3 separate regions of the Drosophila melanogaster genome follow, and all the other regions are linked to region 3. The links are chromatin contacts, called in public Hi-C maps. All regions are on one chromosome and are shown on one strand. Each heading gives the region's core, a stretch centred on a gene start, on an enhancer-like site or on the middle of the called end of the contact. The rest is flanking DNA. Distances are from core to core; before and after follow the strand shown.

Region 1 (3,897 bases), core at 1,315-3,814, 490 kb after region 3:
CCGCTGGAAAGACTACATATTGGTAACACTGTTGCTTAGTGCTATTATTGGTTGTTGGTACGCCTATCAGCAAAATAAGAATGCCAAACGGCATCTGCGTCGAATGGCCCAGGATATGGAGGGATTGCAGAGGGCTGAGCAAAGTCTACAGGAGATGCAGAAGGTTGGTATTAAGTAATTATTAACTAATGCTATTATTTAACTAATGCATTGCTTCAATGCTACTATAGGAACTAGAACGGGCCAGAATGGAGCAGGAAAATGTGGCAACAGAAAAACTAGATTTGGAGCGTCGTCTAAAAGAAGCGCCCACTCTCAGTTCATCGAACTCGGATTTGGAAGTTCAGCAGCTGAAAAAGGAAATCGAGATGTTGCGCAACGAATTGTCCCGCGCCGAATTCGAGCTAGTAGACAACTGCTGGTCACCGCCGCCACAACTGCAATCATGGCTTCAATACACATATGAACTAGAAAGTAAGAATCATCAGAAGAAGCGCACGTCGGCTGAGAAGCAGCTACAGTCGGCCAGAGAGGCTTGTGAGAAATTGCGTAAGAAACGGTCAAGTTTGGTGGGTGCGTTCGTTTCCACGCACGGAAAGAGTATTGATGATGTGGATCGGTCGATTGTTGAGGCACGGAATGCCCTCGGAGATGTAACAAACGAGCTGCAAGAACGACTGCATCGCTGGAAGCAAATCGAGACGTGCCTTGGCTTAAACATTGTGAACAACAATGGTCTGCCCTACTTGGAGAATGTTCTGTACGGTCGAAATGGGGGCTTACAAAGTTCCATGGGCATGAGTTCAACCAAGGGTTCTAGAGGTGCGTATATAAATATATACATACATAATAACTTGTACAAACTTAAATAATAATTCATTATCATTTGTTGACAGCACGTATTACCAACAGCACCGAAGACCTGGACGATGAGTCCATACAAGGTAAGCTGAATTTTGAGAACTTTTCGCTGCTTGCCACGGAATAAGGCTTGTGCGCTCGGTCTGTGAGGACAATAAAACCCAGCTCTTCAGAAAAGCATACTACTTGACGAACTAAATAAAATTATAAAACCGCTTATTGAACCCTGAATGAAATCTGTTTTACATTAAGCTACTGTATTAATGAAGGTCATATAACATTATGTGTGTGTATGATATTTTAATCTTTATATTTGTAATATATCCATTTTATTTTTGATGTATACAAAATGTCATCTACTTAATTTTTTGTCAAAAACAACGAATACTATAAAACCATACTGAGTTTTGTACGTAACAATGAACTTATGAATGGTGATCCACTTAGTGGATTATTTAAATAAAGAAATAAAGTATTAATGGGGCCAGTATTGATTTGTTTATCAAATTTCAAAAAACCTTTTTTCGTGGGCAGGCCTTTTGTTTTGTTTAGTTCACTTCTGAAGGCGGAAGCAGCTAAGTTTCTAACATTTCGTGCTTACAGGTTTTGGAATTCCATAACGGACAAAGAATGGCACACTATACTGGTCCTACGAGCCGACTTAACTTCGATCCTCGCCCTTTTTATTTATATTCCGATTAACAAAGCTTATGCCTTGGCATGAGTTTTTAATTGGCAATCAGCTGATCACAGATGCGTATGGATGACTGAAGAACCTCTTGGCGACCAGCAGTATGTTCACCTCACCCGATCCATATTCCGTAGAAAAACATTACTAAATTATTATTGATTTGATTCGAATAAACTTTTAGACTTTACCCCCAACTTCTTTCTCATTGCTTATTCTCTTAAAATTTTTATTGTTTTAAGTTAAATAAAATGAAATGTGATCGATAACAACTGTGAGAATTCTTATGAATTATTGTTTTAGTTCCAACAAAGTGTATATTGTATTCGGTGCATCTCCTCTTTATTATGCGATGCTATAAGCAGAGTGTTTTGGAACGAATGGTATTTTTAATAAATGCGAAACGTTGCAGACCTGCAGTTTTCGCATAATGCAATACTCTCACATCGAACAACTGAAGGGAACGGATGGAATCTTTTGAAAATGTGAAGCTCCAGTTGTTATAAAGTTCTATGTAATTTAAAACAAGAGAGAGTGCTATAGTCGAGTTTCCCGACTATCAGATACCCATTACTCAGCTAGTGTGAATGCGAACGCGAAATTAGATCATTTTTCTTGGATATCGATAGATATTGGGGAATAAAATAAGAAAATCATAAAAATTGTTTCAAAGTGTGGGCGTGAAATTTTTTTGGCCAATCGATAGAAATATTACAAGATTAAAAATGTGAACCGCTTCCTTCTACTTTTCACGAAATCTAGTATTATTAGGCTGGGCTAAACTATTTTAATTTAGCAACCACGTAGTTTTCTGTACTACTTCATCTCACATTCGCCCCAAATTTCAACATATCGACACAAGTCTCGACGTAGCAAATCTTTTGTTTTCCCTTTGGTCGATCAGCAAAGCGCTGATTGCCAACAAAAACTCGCCACCAAGATAATACTCCGTTCCTGCGTCGCAGTTCAACAAGTGCAAGAATACCGCGACTCTTTTAAACTTGGATGCCTTGGTCACACTTGTTTGTTTGTTTCCACAATTTGCAAGTTTATTTTTAAGCGAATTGCGGTGTTCAGCGTTATAGTATGGTATTTAATGCGCCTTGCTGACATAGAGTAAGTACACATAAGCGAATTAATTTCGTTCACAGGATATACAACAACTGGAGGTGCTGTGCAAGCAACTCTACGAAGCCACAGACATCAGAATTCGTTCCGAGGCGGAAAAAGCCCTAGTCACATTCGTAAGCAGCCAGGATGCGCTGCCCAAATGCCAGTTGCTGCTGCAAAGAGCCGATTCCAGCTACGCCCAGTTGCTGGCCGCTTCCACACTTACCAAACTCATTCAGGGATTGAGTCTACAGGAGCGGATCGACATTCGCAGCTATGCCCTCAACTATCTGGCCACTGTGCCGAATCTGCAGCACTTCGTTGTCCAGGCATTGGTCAGTCTGCTGGCGAAGCTCACAAAGTACGGATGGTTCGATTCGTACAAGGAGGAAATGGTCTTCCAAAACCTCTTGGAAGATGTCAAGAAGTTCTTGCAGGTATCCGGCATATTCTTTGTTGTTAAAGAACTATTTCTAACTAGAATGATTAATCGATTCTAGGGCTCCGTTGAGCACTGCACCATTGGCGTCCAAATTCTATCACAACTGGTGTGTGAGATGAACTCAGTTGTCGAGATGGACGTGCAGGTGTCCTTTTCCAAAATGCGCAAAATAGCCACATCTTTTCGGGACCAGCAACTCCTAGAAACCTTTTTGCTATCCTGCTCTCTACTGGTCTCGGCCCGTGATAACAGCAAAAACATAAGCTTCATGGATGAGTCGCAGCAAGCGTGAGTTAACTATGATGTAGTATAATATCCAATGGGTCTGAATAAGATTTGCCATTTAGTCCGTCCGTCCGTCCGTCAGTTGTAATGCATATGCTTAGCAATGCTTAATTTTTAACTAAGCTAAGCAGAAAGGTGACCCACAGCTAATTATAACTTAAAAAGGGCACGATTACTACTCGGCAATGCTTTTACATGATTACTTATTTTTTGTTGTTTTTGTTATTTTAGGTTAATATCACACGTCTTACGTTTAACGAAGAATTGTCTGAGCTTCGACTTCATTGGCAGTTCGACAGATGAATCTGCTGATGATATGAACAACGTTCAGGTATGTACGCAAATGCAACTAATATATTTGGATTCTCTATTAAATTGACCTTGTATGTAGATACCCACAGCTTGGCGTCCTGCATTCTTAGATTCGAACACACTTAAACTCTTTTTTGATTTATATCAAATTTTGCCCAATGGTTTAGCTAGCTACTCCATATCCTGCCTGGTTCAAATT
Region 2 (3,853 bases), core at 779-3,278, 330 kb after region 3:
AATCCCACTTAAGTTAAATGTGAGCGATGTCTTTGTATAACATTGGTTCCTCCCATTGAAGGGTGTTATTTCTTCTACAAAGTTCCAGCTCAACCTAAGAGACAGACCCATCCAAGTCCGTCAATAAAGCAAAATCAATTTCCTTTCAACGAGTTTATCAATAATCCTTTTGAAACATTAAATTTCGCTACAAATTATGTATTGATATATACATAAATATATATATTTGTGATACCTATACTAATATTTTTTTTTAGTCTAGAAAAATAAATTATTGTACCATATTAGGTATTCCTGGAAAGCCAATTTAAAAAAAAGAAATCCTATAAAACTGATAAAAATCGAAAATGTAAAGGAAATCCATATTTTTGTATGCATGTTCGTTCAAAATCTAAGCGTATATATTAATAAATGTATAAATGTGTACCCCAAATGTTTTGCGATGAAATAAATAAAAATCCTTCAATTTCATTTAGTACTTCTTTATCTACCAAACATTGAAAAGGTTTTCACCATTCTTGATTTAAATATTTGAAAAAAGGGAAAGTAAGAGTATCACAATATTTCTTACTATTCACGACGAATATACATGCACATACATATGTACATACACAGGTGTGACCTTTCACCTTTTTGTTCGAGCTAGGTCCACTCTAATGTACATATACATATTACCTCTGGGTGTATGTACGCATATGTTACGTGCTCATGCACTTTCATTTCTTGTCCCAGTTTTCGGAAAAGGGAAAAGGGGGGGAGGGGTCCGAGCCAAAGCCCAAAGAGAGCGACTCGTTTTGTCGGCCAGAGTGGTGGAAGAGGAGGAGGAGGGGGGGGGCTGTACTAAAACTGTGCCACGGAAGGATATGCACTCATTGCGCAAGCCCTTCTAGGCTCGATTTTACTACGAGCACAACCAACACACGCCCACACACTCCTCCAATCGTCCAGTCACGCGCAAAATTATTCAGGGCATCCGAGCGATGTAAAAGCAAGGTGAAGTTTAAATACCTTAACAATCGCAAATCCATATTGAGAACTATCAAAATAACTAATATTTACTTAGCTAGGATTTCCACAAAGTAGGCATTATGATTTCACACGATGATCTTATGAGGTTTAGTTACTATTAATATATAACATAACTTTTTCAGAATATCATATTGATATTGCAAATTTAAGTTAGACTATGATTTATAAATAAACTATATTTAAAATGACTAAAATAAAACTACAACAAAGCAAGAAAGTAAAAGTTTTCAAAAGCTTTAAACTGATATTTTAAATATTTCAATCCTAACTTGCTTTTAACTAAAGTATATCATGTTTATGTCGACACTTTTCCCAAACCAATATGGGATGTATATATTTACATCGGTTGCTAAATTGAAGGTAACAAATTTTAGTCATATTACCACCTTTTCGGATATAATTTTGTCCAGGGAAAAGCACCCACACAAAAATATGATGAGTGCAAGCAGTGCTGCCAATTTTTTTCAAGAACAATTTTTTTTTTTGCCAGTCGAATCTCATATACCCTTGCAGTAAATATAAATTTAAAAAACTGGTCTATAAAAAAGTCAAAACAATTTATCAAAACAAAAATTGATTAAAAACAACAAAACTATGATTTCTTGTTTAATATTTTCAATTATATTTCCGTCTGTTTGGTGTTGGGCTCTTGGACAGTTAGAATTACCGGTGCCCGCTTAAATATTTATTTTATTTTAAGCAATCCACCATAGACGGGAAAAAAGCTAAATTGACAACCGTGGGTGCAAGTACCAGACAGAGAGAGAGAGATAGGGAGAGGGAAAGAGAGAGGAAGAGAGAGAGTGGGAAGCCGAACCGAGTTTAGAACATTTAGCTTCGTGAGTGATTCGTGCGTAGTGCCGAATAAGACCAACACGGTGGTGAAGGTGGGGGTGCTGGTGCCGAAGTGTGCGTGTGCACTTGTTTGTTGTTGGTTCACTGAGGCCCGTTCGCGCGTCAATTCAGTCTCAGTTACTAAACCGATTTCAAGAACTACGGACGCTTCGCTCGGCCCTTGCTAAGTGGCGTGTGCTACAATTAAGTAACGGGCAGAGACATTTCACAACAACAACAAAAAATAGGAAAATAGAATACAACAAGAAATACAAAACCAAAAACCATCAAAATCCCAATAAAACCAAACCACATTAAACAAGAAAATAATAAATAGACATCCGAGCACATATACCCACGCAAAAGTAAAACAATAGCATACTAGTTGGTACAACTGGGGTATTTTATACATAACTCGCTAAATCCTTCGTTTAATACAACGACCACCAGGAGGAAACAACCAAAAACTACAGTAAATCGGAAACAAGAAATAACCATCAGCAAACTGCACCGGTAGTTAAAAAAAAAAAACAAATAAATGTTGAATTACAATTTTTTATCTATTTTGTTCGAAAAAAATATTGCAATATATTTGTGTACTTGTGTGTGCTGTGCAAAAATTGAGAAAGCAGCGAACTATCCCCCACTACACATACATCTATCTAGCCCCCACAGAAAATACAATAACAATGATTGTGATATAAAAAAAAAAAGAAACGAAAAAAAAAGAAAACAAAAAAGGAGATGGAGCATCGCTTCTCTCACTTTCGCTCGGCTGTTTTCATACTTCTTGTTTTGTTGTCGTTAGTTATGGCGCTCACTAGAGCACTGGGCTTTTCAGCGCCGAAAGGGACAGCTGTTCTTCAATAAATTTGGGTAGAGAGAGAGCTCGACTCCAGGGAACGAACTATAACTCCCTTTCCTATGCATTCAAACTTTCGTAGCTCAAAAGATGAAAGAGCAAACCGAAGGGTGCACAAGATTTGAATACCCAAAGCTTTTACAGTAGGGTACTTTAGTTGGCTTGAGCTCAGATTATTAAATACTATATATGGATATTGATTTGTTAAGAAGTTTGATGTAAATACAAATCGATCTATCTTAATCTAGCATATCCCAATTTGTTGTCGTAATTCGTGCTTAAAAGCTATAGCTAGCAGCTGATATTTGCGTTAGCAAGCTCCAAATACAGTACGCATTCTTTAACTTGACCATTTCACAATTCTGTTCAATAAATAATTCAGAGTACATGTCGATACCTCATGTTATCAGTGTTATGAAAATTTCATCCCACTATATATAACTTTGACACCTCTGAAAATGTTCGTGCTAGACAGGTTCCACTGTACTTTCTGCACAGTCTTCTATAGTTGTGTTGCACAACAAAAGACGAATTTTATAATAGTACATGTGTGCGATTTCATTTGCGCAAGCTTTTGTTTTTTTTTTATTTATTTATTCATCTGAAACAACATCGATGATTCGATAGCAATTGTTGCAAGTTTGAGAGCATAGTGACCACCGACTGCAGCTGCTTTTGCATTTCTGCCAAAGAACGAATGAAATGAAATAATTTTCGACCAAACCAAAAAACGAACTTGTGCCAGACAAATACTATCGCGTCAGAAGACCATCATTTGGCATTTTGTCGCGGTGTTCGTCGCAAGCTTATTGTATCTACTTGCATGCATACAGGGAAAAAATAGTATTCAAAAAAAAAAAAAAAAAAATTATATTGTGTACTGTACACACTCAAATGTGTATTGTATAGACAGACATTCCGGCATGGCAGTGTATTTGTCATTTCAATTTTCGTGTGTGCTCAGATAAACGAACGAGAATCATGTGCCTAATATTGTTTTTTTTTTTTTTATTTGTTGTTTGCTGTTGTGAGGTAAAATGTCCCAACATCTTACGAACAGCTGACTGTGTTTATGTGTCCTCATATGATTATGTTGCGTTATGCTTCAAATTTTGGCAAGTGAAGTGC
Region 3 (4,356 bases), core at 1,587-4,086:
GGTGAAACCACTCGACGAAATTGTGTGCCCGGTTTTGGGTCTCCGCCGCTGACCGTTGTCCGCTTACCGCCAGCCAACCCCTGCTCTTTCTTCATAACCGTGCCCATATACCTATGCCCTTACCCATGCTGAAGCCCAAGCCCAAGCCCAAGTCCGAGCCCATACCCAAGTCCATGCCTATGCCCATACCCATACCCATTCCCATACCCATATACCCACTCCCGTTTCCCGGTCTCTTTTGCCAGTGTCTTTGTTTCGTTTGCCTGTGGTGCTGTGTGCGTGTGTATGCCATGGCGAGCATGTGGTCCGCCTCCAGATAACGAGAACGGAGCAAGAGCAAGAGCCAGCACAGCCAGAGCCAGTGCCAGTGGAAGAGGAAGAGCCAAGAGCAACAGCAAGAGAAGCAGTCGAGCTAGCGACGATGACGACGATGACGCCAACTTATATATGTACAATATACACCACCTCTGTCGGAGCCAACTGGCGTGCCATGGTGTGCGTGTGTCCATGTGGCCATGTTCCCGTGTCTGTGTGAAGAGCAATTGCCATGAAATCGAATCGAAGCCCAGGGAAAAGAACAGAGAATCGCGGCGAAGCAACCGAGCACCATTGGACCCAACCATCTATCCATCCATCCATTGGGGGCACCAAGCAGACCAAGCTGGCGAAGCGGATATGGAATATTGGGGATACACATACTGGATGGAATGCCGGGCAAACCCAGCGGAAAAAACCGGAAAAGCAAGCATGCAAGAGGCCGTAGAAAGAATCAATAAACGAAGCTAGCGAAGCCCCAGTCCAAGTCCTCCTCCTGTTCCGCCTGTTCCGTCTCCGTCACTTCAATTTCCTTGCAAGGATGCGCGCGCGCAAAGAGAGAGCGCCGGCGGAGCAGAGAGCAACTGCTGCCCTCCAAGCGAAATTCCTTGAAAAAGGTACGCAGCAGGCAGCTACAGCGCAAAATTATATGTAATTGGCCTGGGTTTTTGGGTTTTCGGTTTTTCGGTTTTCTGGCCTGGAATCTCTGAATCTCTGTGTGTCCGCCGCACACACACCAACACCGATACAGCCAGGGGCACACAGACGCAGCCAGGCACACTAATACCAAGGCAACAACGGCGGCGGCGGCGGCAACGACGGCGCGCTCATCGGGCTTTATGCTTTGTGCTGGTCATTCGCAGCTGCTCTCGCAATCGAGAAGTGGAGGATGAAAAGGAGAACGAGGAAACGGATGAGCCGCTGGAGGAAGAAGAGGAGCAAGCGGAGCAGGCTGTAGATTTTTGGAAAGGAAGCAGGATCAGTTCTAACCTCAAAGCGGGAAGGCAATGAAAGCAATGGAATCGAAGAAGGAGGAGTAGCAAAAGTGTAGAGTTCAAGTTTGATTATGAGCTAAAGATTGTGGTCGTGATTGGATTTCAGCCAGAATGGAGCTCCAATTCTACTCCTCCGTCTCCTCTTTCTCCTACACCCATTCTCTTCCACTCCCACTGCATCGTGACTTGGCAGTGGAAACATTGGAAACCCAAAACCTAGCCACACACCCATACCAAAGCAGATGAGGAGTAGGAGGCGGAGTTTGGCTGGTTTTCGGTTCGTTCGTTTTTTTTTTTTTTGTTTGCTTGGTTTTTCGTTTTTGGATGTGGCTGGCCATCATCTTTGGTTGCTTGCACAATCCCCCTTCGATGGGTCTTGAACTCCGGGGCCCAATGCCCACTGCCCAATGGTTACTCGGCATCATCCGTAACCTCACTTTTCCATTCTGTCCAGCGAACGGGTGTGGCCACCGCCTCATCCTTCCACTGACCATTTGGGATCTGTGTGTATAACTGTTAATGGTGTCCAACCACCAGAGCACCGGAGTGCCAGAGCACCCAAGAGAGCGTTCAGTGAGAGCGGCGGACTCGGACTCGGAATCGGAGACCCGGGATGACGACACCGACGGCAGCAATGGCGATGGCAACAGCCGGATTATGTATATACCCGCATCCGCATCCGCACCCGTGCCCATGCCCACACCCATACCCATACCCATAACCACTCACCTTGATGCCGACGCAGTTGTGGATCTTGGTGGACAGCGGCTCCTTGTCGGCCGCATAGCTATTGATGATCGAGATGCATTCGGTTTGTGGGGCGATGCACAGGCGACAGCAGTTTTGTCGCGCCGACCGTTCGCTGTTGCTGTTTCTCGCCGATGTTGCTGTTGCTGCTGTTGGAATGGCCGCTTCAGGGGATGTGGTTCCCGCTGACGCAGTGGCTACCGTCGTCGTTGTCGTTCCAGGCTGTGTCGCTGTGGCCTCCAATGCTACCGATGCTGTTGTTGTTGCGACGGCTGCTGCTACTGCTGCTGTTGTTGTTGTTGTCGCTGTTGCCGCCGCAGCGTCGCACATTTTGTCGCTTTTGTATTGGTCGCCCTCTCGCTCTCTTCTTTGCCGCTTGCTTCTACTTCTCGGTTGAATTTGTTTTTGGGTTTGGTTTTTTGCACGTTTTCACTTTTGTTTCGGTCTGCGTCCGTTCGCAATCGTTCCACACCATCCACATCCACTACTACAATATACTACTATGTGCTATATTATCCGCTCTCCGACGGAAACGACCACGCCGCTCGCGTTTCCCACTTTTCGCACATTGTTCGCACTGGTTCTTTTACTTATTTCGTTGCCATTGATCCTTTGCTGATTCGCAATTTGGAGTTTCGCTCTTGGGTTTCCTTTATCTTCGCCTATTTTTCCACTTCGCTTTTGTTTGGAGGAGTCGCACTGGAAAAAAAATGACCGCTACACTGGGACTGCGAATTGCCGTGGCGTATCTGCGACTGTAAACGGGAAAATGATTTCTGGCGAAAAAAGGTCGTTTTTGGCTAGAGATGGGCACGCCGGGCGAAGCCTGGACCTTACTATCGCTATCGCTTGTGGCAGACGCATGCGTGGTCACACTTACCACTGTACGGCGGTTTTTCTTAGCGGTCGCATACCCGGTCACTCTGGGAAATAACCATCAAAGAAGCCATTTTAATTCGATAAGTCGATCTCTTTGACTTTTTATATCGCGGCTATATAGAATTTCAAAATAAAAGTATGAAAAACTCCACATAAAGATTGTACAAAGATTCTCTATAAAGTGAATCATAAAATTTACTGCATTGAACGTACTTTAGCTTAAATTTCCGTTGATTTCTTATTGGGAAATTAGGTATGTTAAGAGATTTGAATTAAGCAACTACAAAAGTGAATTCTGAAAACTGATTTCCAAATTAAAGAAAATAATGTTTTAATATTGCAGTTACTTCGCAGTTATACCGGGAACATACGAAATTGTGAATGCACCGGCTACTCGATAGCCACCGATATTCCGATTGGAAAGGGCACAGCTATCGACTAGAATCGAGTAATCAAAGTAACAACAGGTTGTTGTCCCGCCCTGGCGGTAAGTCAGTTGATAAATTCACTTCGGCATTACAAAATACCCGCAGAGTGCCAACATCGCGTTTGCCGATACTTAAAGTAATTAAAAGCGTTATAATTGTGCCGTTCTTTATGGTGTATTTGTTTTCGCGCAACATGCGTGTTCTTATTGCTGTTTAACACGTTTCCCTGAAGTGTAGACTTGTGAAATCTTTACTTTAAGTCTCTGCTCCCAAATATTCTCCAAGACAGACGTATTTGTGTGCCTGTGTGTGTATCTGCCGAGAAGAAATACATATATCGTACGACTGGTGGCGGGGTAACCAGCGATAGAAACTTTCGTTTGATATCTTCAGATACAAAGATACAATTGTATCTCGAAATGCAACTACTCACACACACGCACGCACGCACACCGGCACTGACACGTGTTGATGTGCTGCACTTGTGTGCGTTTTACCCATCTGTTGATTGCGACCTTGCTAGTAAATAATTACCATCTAATAAATTATGATACAATAGGAATAGATGCGCCCACCTATGTATCTAATTATGTAGGGGCGTGCACATAAGGCCCATTTTTATGCCTAAATGCCAATCTTCTGACCTATCTATCTATCTCATGTGCGCTTTTAATAGGTTATACTTAAATGAAAGCGATCGAACTTATACTTTTCCCGGAATCCGGGACCATTTCAAAGAATTTCAAGATAAGCGCACTCAAAGTTGTAAGCGATTATTGTCTTATTTTTAGTGGTATTTACGCAAAGTTGTTCGAATTTACTGTGCCAAAATCATAAGTAAAGAAATATATAAAAAGTACAACAACTAATTGCAAAATGAAGCATCAAAATTGTATTTCGCAAATGTTCGAAATATCTTTTCGGCTCTATGTAACTATGAATCCAAAATTCACAGGAATTTTACTTCTGATCCATTTGTAAAAGCATGACTC

The links. A called contact is a pair of places that touch in the nucleus more often than the background predicts.
Region 1: a Hi-C map of the Kc167 cell line shows a contact between it and region 3, with 3 times the contacts expected there. The contact joins the promoter of Ranbp16 here to the promoter of hang in region 3. A contact is called at or near these places in 3 of 107 Hi-C or Micro-C datasets (the Kc167 cell line, the S2 cell line and pupal leg imaginal disc).
Region 2: a contact with region 3 is called in a Hi-C map of the Kc167 cell line, with 3 times the contacts expected there. The contact joins the promoter of Tob here to the promoter of hang in region 3. A contact is called at or near these places in 2 of 107 Hi-C or Micro-C datasets (the Kc167 cell line and eye imaginal disc).

Annotation. Positions count from the first base shown.
Region 1 is chrX:15,932,342-15,936,238 of dm6, reverse strand. It overlaps Ranbp16 (Ranbp16,), which reads left to right and starts at 2,564. Exons shown (of 16, transcript NM_001201666.2): 1 at 2,564-2,638; 2 at 2,701-3,096; 3 at 3,160-3,389; 4 at 3,618-3,717; 5 at 3,778-3,897. The coding sequence starts at 2,636. Stim (Stromal interaction molecule) reads left to right here. Exons shown (of 9, transcript NM_206747.3): 6 at 1-163; 7 at 231-822; 8 at 897-944; 9 at 1,465-1,744. The coding sequence ends at 1,481.
Region 2 is chrX:16,089,670-16,093,522 of dm6, reverse strand. Tob (Transducer of ERBB2) reads left to right here and starts at 2,028. Exons shown (of 6, transcript NM_001169300.3): 1 at 2,028-2,376. It overlaps CG42353, which reads left to right. Exons shown (of 5, transcript NM_167485.4): 5 at 1-464. CG42354 reads left to right here. Exons shown (of 6, transcript NM_001144730.3): 6 at 1-464.
Region 3 is chrX:16,421,311-16,425,666 of dm6, reverse strand. hang (hangover) reads right to left here and starts at 2,836. Exons shown (of 8, transcript NM_167521.3): 1 at 2,040-2,836. The coding sequence starts at 2,387. AnxB11 (Annexin B11) reads left to right here and starts at 3,425. Exons shown (of 8, transcript NM_001272689.1): 1 at 3,425-3,886.